Regions from separate parts of the Macaca mulatta genome. Here region 2 is linked to region 1. A link is a contact called in public Hi-C data. All regions are on one chromosome and are shown on one strand. The core of a region is the stretch at or near the end of the contact, and the rest is flanking DNA. Distances in the headings are between cores, read along the strand shown. Region 1 overlaps KSR2 (kinase suppressor of ras 2). Region 2 holds the start of TAOK3 (TAO kinase 3).

Evidence for each region. Hi-C and Micro-C count contacts between places; a contact is called where the count stands out from the background.
Region 2: a Hi-C map of fetal cortex germinal zone shows a contact between it and region 1, with 6 times the contacts expected there. The contact joins the promoter of TAOK3 here to the enhancer-like site in region 1. A contact is called at or near these places in 2 of 14 Hi-C or Micro-C datasets (fetal cortex germinal zone and fetal cortical plate).

Annotation. Positions count from the first base shown.
Region 1 is chr11:125,141,773-125,147,567 of T2T-MMU8v2.0, forward strand. The region is part of intron 1 of KSR2 (kinase suppressor of ras 2); the gene reads right to left. Among named protein-coding and RNA genes, the nearest start is that of KSR2, 94 kb to the right of the region's middle. Within about 2 kb of position 3,464, at least 13 of the 40 cell types and tissues checked have an H3K27ac peak or open chromatin away from gene starts, as enhancers often do. A contact at or near this core is called in fetal cortex germinal zone and fetal cortical plate, where this site is marked.
Region 2 is chr11:125,660,364-125,666,158 of T2T-MMU8v2.0, forward strand. TAOK3 (TAO kinase 3) reads right to left here and starts at 3,299. Exons shown (of 20, transcript XM_077955353.1): 1 at 3,043-3,299.

The DNA.
Region 1 (5,795 bases), core at 2,214-4,713:
TAGCTTCTCAGTCAAGCTGAAGGATCTGGGTCCTTGGGCAATAAACACAGGGCAGAAACCCCATTCAAGAAGCCAGGGTTCAGCACCCTCCACAATCAGTCCCCTCTACAAGGGCTGTGGGCTCATTTGTACAACAGGCTCATTTTCCAAACAGCTTCCAGAGCAGTCAGCACCTGTCCAGGGCTGAAGGGGCTCCCAGTGGGCAGGAAGGACAGATGTGCAAATGCAAATCACAAGGCCACATGGCAGGAACCAGAGCAGAAGGGCAGCCAGGGTTCAGTGCGGGCATGGAGGATGCCAAGTCAAGAGAGATGCCTTTTAAAAAGCCATGTTCCCGCTGGATGCAGTGGCTCACGCCTGTAATTCCATCAATTTGGGAGGCCAAGGCAAGCAGATCACCTGAGGTCTGGAGTTTGAGACCAGCCTGGCCCATGTGGTGAAACCCCATCTCTACTAAAAATACAAAAATTAGCAGGGCGTGGTGGCGCATGCCTGTACCCCAGCTACTCCAGAGGCTGAGACAGGAGAATCGCTTGAACCTGGGAGGCAGAGGTTGCAGTGAGCCGAGACTGTGCCACTGCACTCCAGCTTGGGCACCAGAGCGAGATTCTGTCTCAAAAGAAAAAAAGAAAAAAAAAAAAAAGCCATGTTCCATAACATAGGATAACAATAATGGGAGCTCCACATTTATTCTAAGAGAAGTGAGGCCTCATTCATTCATTTAAAGATGTTCATGGTGCTTTTTTTTTTTTTTGAGACAGAGTCTCACTGTTGCCCAGGCTAGAGTGCAGTAGCATGACCTCGGCTCACTGCAACCTCCGCCTCCTGGGTTCAAGCAATTTTCGTGTCTCAGCTTCTCCAGCAGCTAGGATTTCAGATGCATGCCACCACGCCCAGCTAATTTTTGTATTTTTAGTAGAGATGGGGTTTCACTATGTTGGCCAGACTGGTCTGGTACTCCTGACCTCAAATGATCCACCTGCCTTGGCCTCCCAAGGTGCTGGGATTACAGGCATGAGCCACGGCGCCTGGCTGAGGTGCTTTCAAAATACAGACAGCAAGGGATACAAAAATCACCTACACACTACCCCTGCCTTTAAGGTGGGCTATTTCAGGCAGGACTTGAAGACAGGTGCCTTTTCTATACCTTTGGATAAGTACAGAAATCAAGAGAGAGCCTTTAGATACTTTTATAGCTATCTGATGGAGTCATCTTATGTCTGTTCAATCTAATTTTTTCAAAGTGAGCACTGGATGTTGTTTGGGGTTTTCTCCATTTCATTTCCCTCATAAATCCTCTTTATTCTATTTCAGAAAAGTATTGGCTGCAAAATGTCAGAAAAGATAAAGCTGATTCTTCACCACAGAAGGTGGGAAAGGCACTGACTCTTCTACTTGGTGAATTTCCATGTATTCATCTTAATCTACCAACATCTCTAAATAAATTATTTTCCAGAATGGTTCATGTATCATGACAATCCTGAGTGAGTAGATTTTTTTTTTCAACTTGTTTTGAGACAGGGTCTCTCTCTGTTGTCCAGGCTGGAGTGCAGTGGCACAGTCGTAGCTCACTGCAGCATCAACCTCCTGAACTCAGGCAATCCTCCCACCTCAGCTTCCCAAGCACCTAGGACTACAAGCGTGTGTCACCATGCCCAGCTAATTTTTTCATTTTTTGTAGAGGTGGGGTCTTGCTATGTTGCCCAGGCTGGCCTCAAACTCCTGACCTCAAGCAATCCTCCTGCCTTGGTCTCCTAAAGTGCTAGAATTACAGGCATGAGCCACTGTACCTGGCCCGATTGTGAATATCATTCTATAGATGGGGAAACCAGGCCTTGGAATTGCTGGAATCGTGCCCGTGATCACAGAGATAAAGCAGTATCAGGGTCGTGATTTGAACTCAGGACCTCTAGTTCCCAGTGCCGTGCCCTCTTCACAATTCTCTGCTGAAACAGAGCATCAACGGTTGAGAAGCACAATTAGAAAAGGGCCTTTGTATGGCTTCACCCTGCCAGGCGGCCTAATTGATTTTTAGGTCGACCTCAATTCAAGTCCATGCAGAGCCGAACTGAAGAAAAAAAACAAAGGTTCCATCTTCAAATAAAGAAACACAGGACTCTTGGAAATAGCACACCCAAGCCAAGCCCACCGTCTGACTCTGCACTGCCCAGGTGTAGGCTAAGGTTCCCTGGGCCTGGGGTTAGAGGGATCACAGGTTGCGGAAATCCGACAGAGCTGGAGCCCGAAGGTGTAATTTTCCATCTCCACACCAGGGGGCAGCCTGGCACCTTCCACGACAGATGGAAAATTTTTCAGGCCTTGGCCCATCGGAGCGTCCGCAGCGCCTTATTACTGTACTCTGTATTAGCATGGCGGTAAATTTAGCAGCATAAACACACACACACACACACATACACACACACACACAAAATCAAAAAGTCAAGCCATGTGACAGAGCTAAAAATAATCGTGTCTGAAATCCCTAATGTGAAACGGGGAACTTTTCACTCCAAATCTAAACCCAGATCAAACCTGGAGACCTCCGGGAACGTACTGGCCGTTGGGTTTGACAGAGCCCCAGATCCTCACCCTTTAGGTGCTATTTTTTTTACATATATATAAAACAAAAGCGGAGTCCATGAAAGCTGGGAGGGAATGCAGGACACCGTGGGGGCCTTCTACGGACCGGGCCCTTGCAAGAACCATCCCTGGTGTAGACCTCGCAGCAGCGCCAAGGGAAGGGGCTTAGCTCTCAGCCCATTTTACACACGAGAAAACTGCGGCTCAGGAATGGGACAGGGCTGGCCTTATGGTCACACACATAAAGAGGCAGGCTCCAGAGCCCTCTGTGTCCCTCAGGACTGCCCATCAGCACCCCATAATCGCTACCTTCTCCCTAAAGGTACAGATGAGCAGCAAAGAGTTCCAGCCTTTGAACTTGCTTGTCCCACCGTCCGGAGCTCTTCTGTCAGCTTTAGGCATAAACGACCCTTTCCGTTTCTTCAGGTGTCACCTCTGCCCGAGCCCCCCTCAATGCCACCGTCACGCCGCCCTGCTTTCTTTCCTTGGTGGCACTTCGCTATCTCACAAATCATCCTGTTTATTGGTTTCCATGGTTACGCACCCCCCCCCACCACCACCACCACCACACACCCATCATGTCAGCTCAAGAGAGCACGGGCTTTGCCTGTCTTTTCCCCAGCGTTCAGATCTGTGCCTGGCATACAGTCGGTGCTCAATACATTTTCCTTGGTCTTTCAATAAACCAACATCCTTGGTGGTTAAACACCAGGCCACTAAAAATGAATCCCAAGTCCTTTTCAAGCGGGCACAGAGCACCTGCAGGACCGGGTCCCTGGTTGTGTTATTAAGGTTCTCGGGTGATCAGACCCCATGCGGGTAATGAAATCGCGGCAGCCACAGCCGGCAGCCCCGACGCCTTCCCGCCGTTGCCAGGGCGACCATTGTCATAACATCCCTGGCGCTTAGCGGCCCAGCTGACGAGGGAGAGAATTATTTGACTGGAGAACGTCTCAAGTAACCGGCCAATTTGCATCCACAGGAAAATCCCCTGCTGAGGGAGGGCTGGAGGCCTGGGAGAGGCGCCCTTCCTTCTCTCCCCAGCTCTGGATCCCAGTGAGAACCAGATCCCTAGGCCAGGCAGAGGAACCCAACAGTCTGGGGCAGTCCCCTGTGAATGCTGGAACACAGGCAGCTGCCTCTGCAGGAAGGAAGAGCCCCCTGTCCGCTGCCTCACTATTGCTGATGGTTTTTCCTTTTCTCTATGTTATTACTGCTAGTGAATATTACAAACAATAGAAAAAAAGGGTTAATATATTTAATGAGCACTTACTAGACAGCAGGTCCAGTAGTAATAACTTCCTTACACGATACTTATAATTTTAACATTTACACAATAATACATTATGTCAATATTTATACTCTACATGTATATTGTCTGATGTCATCATAGGTGTAGGCATACATCCCCCACACATGATAATTCATATGTAATACATAATATAATTTGAAATATAACAATATTTATATTATGCAACATATACAGGTTGAGTATCCCTTATCCGAAACACTTGGGAGCAGACATGTTTCAGATTTTAGATTTTTTTCAGGTTTTGAAATCTTTGCATTATACATCATGAGATATCTTGGGGATGGTACCCAAATTTAAACACAAAATTCAATTATGTTTCATATATACCTTATACACATAGCCTGGAAGTAATTTTGTACAATATTTTTAATGTGTTGCATTACAGAGTTAGTGTTAAGATTTATGTGTGGAATTTTCCACTTGTGATGTCATGCCAGTGCTCAAAAGTTTCCGATTATTGGGAGGCCAAGACAGGTGGATCACTTGAGGTCAGGAGTTCAAGACCAGCCTGGTCAACATGGTGAAACCCCGTCTCTACTAAAAATACAAAAATTAGCGGAGCATGGTGGTGGGTGCCTGTAATCCCAGCTACTTGGGACACTGAGGCAGGAGAATGGCTTGAGCTCGGGAGGGGGAGGTTGGAGTGAGCCAAGATCATACCACTGTACTCCAGCCTGGGCGACAGAGCAAGACTCCATCTCAAAAAAAAGTTTCCAATTACAGAACATTTTAGATTTTAAATTTTGGATTAGGGATGCTCAACCTGTATTATATATTTATAATAATAAAACTGACATTTGTTGATTGTTTTTATATGCTAGCCCTGTGCCTACTGCTTTGTGTTAATAATGCTGTTACTGATGAATTATTATACAATATATTCATAATCACAAACATAGCTAAGTCTTATTGAGCACTTACTATGTGCTAAGTGCTTTATGAATATTATCTGTCATACGCACCCTAAGGGCTAAGAACCAACCATATTATTCCCATTTCAGAGATGAGAAAAAGCAGCACAGAGTAACAACGGAACTTGCCTAAGGTCACAAAGATAAAACACAAGGAGGGAGGCTGCCCCCAAGCCTGTCCCCTTCCTTATTTCCATAGCACAGTTCAAAGGTGTTAAACTTGAGCTTGTAGCAAGATCACCTGGGGAGCTTGTTAAAAATACACATGCTGAGCCCCAGCTTCAGCCCCAACCCAAGCCTACAGAATCAGGCACTCCTGGGGACAGGGGCTTCTCTTTTCTTTTCAACAAGGTCCCCAGATAGCTCAGACAGAGGCAGAGTTCAGAACCACTGCATGGGGCTTTGCCGCCCAGCCCTATGAGAGATGGGTTCTTTATTTGTTGTAAATATCACAGTTCCCATTGGGTGATCTGATTACATGAATGAGTCTTGAGGGGCTGAGATGTGGAGAGGGCAGCTTTGAGTCGGATATGCAAGACCAAGAACCCCAAAAAGAAGGAAGAGAAGCAAGAGGCAAAATAAGAATTCAGGCAAACTTAACCTGCACTAATCACTCCCAGCCTTTTTGGAACCAAAGAGCCCTTCGTGAAAAGTAAATCAGTAACAGCGCACGCTTTCATCCGGGGCTGGCTTTTGCGGGGCAAAGCCAATCCGCCTAAATTCCCTCCCACTGGTCACCACCCCGCATAACACACACACTACCTGCCTCCTCTTAATCATTCACCAGGGGCCAAGCTGGACAGAGAAATATCAGCTTGCAGGGTGGGTACCCAGCCTCGGCACCCACATTTTGAACCATGGGACCTCCTGGCAAGTGACAAAGATGGATGATGTTGTTAATAATAAAATAAAAATTGGTGGCAGGTAGTGTACTAGGGGAGGCAAGGCTAGGAGGAGGTAGGCAGAAGTTCTGAGAGCCCATGCCTGTGGCC
Region 2 (5,795 bases), core at 2,049-4,548, 520 kb after region 1:
GACCATTTCATACATTGTATGCATTGCAAAATGAATATATGCCTGTTCTAAATACCCTTTTGAGTTAATTGACCTTATTTTTACTTGAATTCAACCTAGCATTCTGGAAAAATAAATTTAATGTAAAAAAATTACACTCAATACATCTTAAATATAGTGTCTCATATTTTAAATCTGTATTTGCTGTTGCTCTTCCTCTCATCTGTATAATTTCTGTAACTCAGGAGAGGACTTCTCGTTAGTGGAATTTTCTATTTTTCTTTTCGAGACGGAGTCTTGCTCTGTCGCCAGGCTGGAGTGTAGTGGCGCGATCTTGGGTCACTGCAAGCTCTGACTCCTGGGTTCAAGAGATTCCTCTGCCTCAGCCTCCCAAGTAGCTGGGACTACAGGCACACACCACCATGGCCGTCTAATTTTTTGTATTTTAGTAGAGATGGGGTTTCACCATGTTGGCCAAGATGGTCTCCATCTCCTTACCTTGTGATCCACCTGCCTCGTCCTCCCAAAGTGCTGGGATTTGTAATCACAGGTGTCAGCCACTGTGCCTCGCCACGTTAGTGGAATTTTCATAACCACATCAAGCTCCACAATCTCTGAAGCCATATAAGAACTGCTCTGTATCAGATAATGTCAAATAAAATCCCTAAACACTGCATCTCCTCTACTTATTATCACCCTGATAAAAATAACTTCAGTAATTTTTATCTTGGATTTACATAGTAGTTATATGTAAGGCATCTACATTATATCTTCAGAAAATAATACAACATTCCTTTATTCCTCTTAGTTGAAACTGCCCATATGGAACACTGGCAAAAGACTTCTAATAAAACATATTCTAAACCTGAAACAAAGGCAATATCTAAATAACCGACATTATATAATAATTACATTCCTCACTATTTTCCTGAAACCATCATTTTCCATGTCTGCTTCTATAAAAAAGAACCCAGTCCAAGAGAAGAGGTGAGGAGATACAACCTATAAACACTGAAAAGGAGGTTTTAAAAATTCAAATACAAAACTGCTGGGTACAACCATAACAAAGCATGTGCATTTGAGTTTGAAAAGTAGGTAGGGCAGTATTAACATATCCTAAGTACTGTGAACGACTAGCCTGATCATTAGTTTAATTTTCACATCCCTCAGAGTAGGAGGCTGTCCCTCACCTCCCACCCCCTATTGCTTTCCACTATTTGTTTCAGCCTTTTAATAGACACACACTTGCCTCCCACCAGGACACACGGTGTCTGGTTTAAATAGGTTTATCTCTCTCCTTAGCTTGTCCTGGAATTAGGCCTAAAGCTCAATCCTGGCAGCTTTTAGGATAAGAAATCTAATTGGAAAGAACCCTTAGTTATGTGACTCCAAAACCTCTTTTGAAAATTTAGTTTGACCTTCCAACTATCTCCAACAGATCAAAGCTAAACAGTCCGGATTCCAAAACTAGTATAGTTCCTTTAAATCTGCATTGTAAATAAACATTGATACTGATATGCTGCCAAATCTGAAAAAGTTTCTTAGCTCCTTGAGCTAAAATGAAAAACCAGTAGTCCAGGAAAACACAGTGGTCTATCAAAGAAACATTCTCATTCATCTAAAACACGGGTCTCCAAAAGGATCCCTGTCCCTTTCAACTTCTTGCGGTGGGGAAAGTGGGGGAGGTTTGAAGAAGCCCCTTCCAACTTTTCACCTGACCTTTTCATTAAGATCAGGAAGCCCCTCGCTTTCAAGGCATCACATCAAACTCTAAGGAACGAATGCGAAGCCAGCGGGTCAGTGAGAAGAGGTAAGGCGGCGCAGGTCTCTTGATCATTCCAAGATCTTTGTCCTGCGGCCAGCCCCACCAGCCCCTCCAGCTCCTCCAGCCCGTGCATTCCACTTCGCAGATGTTTCCCTTACATAATCTGGCTCCAGAGTCCCCCCGGAGTCCAGGGGGCTCACTCTTCACCCTCAGGGAGGTCGCTGATGCCAGACCCTGGGAGCACCTCCCCGCTCCACTCGTCTGCGCTGCCGCCGGCTCCTACTCGCTCGACGCCGCGACCGCGACCCAGGCTCCCCGCCGCGGCCGTTCCTGGGGGGCTCCCGCAACTTAGCGAGCGCGACCCCCCGCCCGCTCCCTCGCTGCTCACGCCGGGCCCCCGCTGTGCTGACTGGGGGCCCGACCCACAGCCCTGGCTCACCGCTCCTCCCTCGGGGTCCGCGCCTGCAACCGACGCTCAAAGCCCCTCTCGGGGTCCCACGCTCGCATGCGCTGTCCCGTGCCCTCTGGGGGTCCCCTCCTCTTACCCCGCCGTCCTGGCCCCTCTCGGGGTCTCCCTGCTCACACCCGCTGTCCCTGCCTCTCTCGGGGTGTCCTGCTCTCAGCTCCGCTGTCCCAGCCCAGCCCCTCTCCGGGACCCCTCCTCTTCTCCCGCTGTCCTGGCCTTTCCTGGGGTCTTCTCACACTCTGTTCTAAGCCTTCTTGGGGGGGTCCCCTGTCTTCACATCCCCTGATCGGTCCCCTCTCTTCACTCTGTCCCGGCTCCTCTCTGGGTCCCCTCCCCTCAACTCAGGGTCTCCTCTCCCCGAGTGCTGTCCCAGCCCCTCTCGGGGTCCCCATCTCTCAGACTCTCAGTGCCGGCTCCTCTCGAGGACCCTTCCCCTCTCCCGGTTGTCCCGGACCCTTTCCGGGACCTGGTCCCTCGGGGGACCCCTCCCCTCATTCCCCTATCCTAGTGCCTCACCCCGCTACCCCAGCCCCTCTCCGGGTCCCCTCCTCTCACGCGCACTGTTCCGGCCCCTCTTGGGGACCTCTCCCCTCAGACTTTCAGTCTTGGATCCTCTCGGAGTCCTCGCCACTCAGAGCCACTGCCTCGGTACCTCTCGGAGTCCTCTCTCCTCACTCGCAGTCCCGGTCCCTCCCGGGGTCTCCTCTCCACAGTCTGCACTGTCGAGCCCGCTCCCGAACTCCCCTCACTCGAGTCCCCCGCGCCCTCACTCCGCCTGGGGTCCCGCCGCCTCGGCTCCCACTGTCACCGCCCGGCGCCCCGGTGCTCTCACCTCAGACCTGCTGTCACCACCCCCGGGCCCGGCGCCGCCGCCGCCGCTTCCTCTCCCACACTTGTTCCTGAGTCGCTCTCCTGTGGCTTGTTCCTCGGCGGATCCTTGGGTCCGGTCGCCGAGTGCCGGATCAGGCTGTGCAGAGCCTCTGCTCGCGATCTCCGCGTTGCGCCCCACTCTACACGCAGGACCCCGCCGCCCGGCGCCACACGGACCCTCCCGCGGCCGCCGCTGCTGCTGTCCGAGGTGCGGCTCCTGCCAGGGGTGGCCAATCGCACCCGACTGCGCCGAGCACGCCCCGCCCCACCGTCTTAGTCCGCCCGCCCCCTACCCCCGGACCACGCCCCCAGTGGGCTCCAATAGGCAATCTACTGACCTTCCCTGATCGCGGGGCACAGGGCCGGGGCCGTATATAGGTATTTGATTGATAGAGCCTGGGAAGCCGAGAGGTCGATGGAGCCCGAGGATTGGCGGAGTTGTCGGTGGGCGGGACAGGGCAGGGCGGGGTCTCCTCAGACGCGGAAGACCTTGCAACTTTAGTAACCCACGGGCCCGCCTGGGGTGCGGTCAGTCTTGTTTGTGCTGCTCTCGGGTCAAAGTTCATGGCGCTTCTCCCCACGCCTTTACTTTTCTTGGGAGATTCCCAGGGACCACCATGTTAAAGCCTTTGGGGAGGACCCCAGTCCCTCGCTAGACCTTGCACAGCTTTCTTAGTAATTCTGCCATGAACTAATATAGCATTTATTTGCCCAGGATTTGTAAAAATTTCCTGGATTTAAACCATTTCTTTTTAAAATCTCTTGCAAGGGAATTGCTTCTCCTTGCATTGAGTTCAGCAGCCGTCAGTTTGGTACCGTTGGGGGAAAAAAAATCTCTACACAGTACTTGGTGCATACTTTGCCCAACTAAGCGTTCAATGCAGGGCACATTTTGATGGGTGCAAGAACAAAGCTTTAGAAATTTTCAGTTTGTAGGTTTTTATGACAGTAGAAAGACTGGTAGGGGAACCCTATTATTAGCTTAACAAGGTTTCAGCAAACTTATTCAGTGTAACCTTTTTCCAGGGCCACAGGTTTTAATGATTTTATGTGAACGAGGGGCCAAAGGATAACGAGCTTTGACCCAAGTGTAATATGTGATAATCAGAGAGTCCTCTTGATCCACGCTAAAGGATAGTGCCTGCCAGGGGTGAAAGTGCATCATGCTACTAAGACCCATTTGTGTTATTTTTGTGAAACTGGATATGCTGATCAAATCAACACCGGAAACAGAAAACTGCTTTCCTTACTCTTAATACCCTAAGTAAGTTTATGGACTTTAGAATTTAGCATTTGATGAAGAAATTGTTTCGTTTCAGGAACACATTTTGATCCTCAGTTTTGTCAGATGTACACAGGGCCTTAGTTCTCAGAGAACCCTCGATTGTTAACTTTTTAACTCCAGCTGACAAAATGTGTTTGTGTTCTAAACAGTATACATGTTTCTTCTAGTGTTTAAGAATCATACTCCATTCATCACCTGAGGTCAAGAGTTCCAGACCAGCCTGGCCAACATGGTGAAATCCCGTCTCTACTAAAATTACAAAAATTAGTGGGGCGTGGTGGTACACGCCTGTAATCCCAGCTACTCGAAAGGCTGAGGCAGGAGAATCGCTTGAACCCAGGAGGTGGAGGTTGCAGTGAGTCGAGATCATGCCACTTCACTCCAGCCTGGGCAAAAGAGCAAAACTCCGTTTCAAAAAAAAAAAAAAAAAATCATACTCCATTCCAATTGTGATGTCCCCTTTTAAAGTTTCAGTTTCAGTGTTAGGGTAGGCAGAGAAGGCCTGGAAGCAAAGAAGTTGTGGAAATGGGGCTGGCAGCACTTCACTTCAAGTCAAGTCGAGTTGCTGAGCGGTGTCTGAGTACCATTGTGAGAAGGCATACAGAAAAAGATTTCAAGGTGGTAAAACTTGGTTTTGAGGAAACTTGGTTTTTACAGGAGATTAGCGACTGTCCAAAATCATATTAAATAAATCTAAAGGTTGGGTAAGACTAAAGCCACAACATAATTTTTTTGAGTAGGTCCACCTTCACTTACGAGCATTTTTTAGTTCTGCAGCTGGCAATCTGGGTAGAAAAAATGGGGTAAGTTTTCATCACCCAAGTGCTCAGTTGTGTCTGTTCATTACATATAAAAAAGAAATGCATGACCATTTACAGATGCTGTTTGCAGTCAAGATAGCAGTAAAACATAAGCATGATAAAAATCTCAGCGTCTTGAAAGGAAACCATTTAGCAACGAAATAAACTTAAAAATTCATTGTATCAATGAACTGTTGATTTCTAAAATCTTTGCTTTTTCTGCACTATGATTATTGCTACTGATAGGAACGCAAGTTACTCAATATAGTTGATTGCAAATAATTTAGATGTGCTCCAACAGCACAAAAAAAGAAAATGACTTCATCTTTTGGACACGAGACAGTTCCGAAATCCTAGTTTAAATATAGATGGCAGACCTGGTGAGATCTGAGAATGATTCTTATTTAGAAGGCGCTTCAGAAGATCTCGGAACTCCTGGAAAGACATCTTAGCATTCCATTCTGGAAATTCTTTAGTTTTGTTGGGACAAAAAATCCCTTACAAATAGAGCCAAGATTTTAATTAAAACAAGGTAGTAAATAAATGTCAAAATAAATGGGATGGGAATAATGTTTCATTTTTTAGAAGAGTCCATGGGGGCCAATTCAGAGAGAAATTTGATCACAAAAG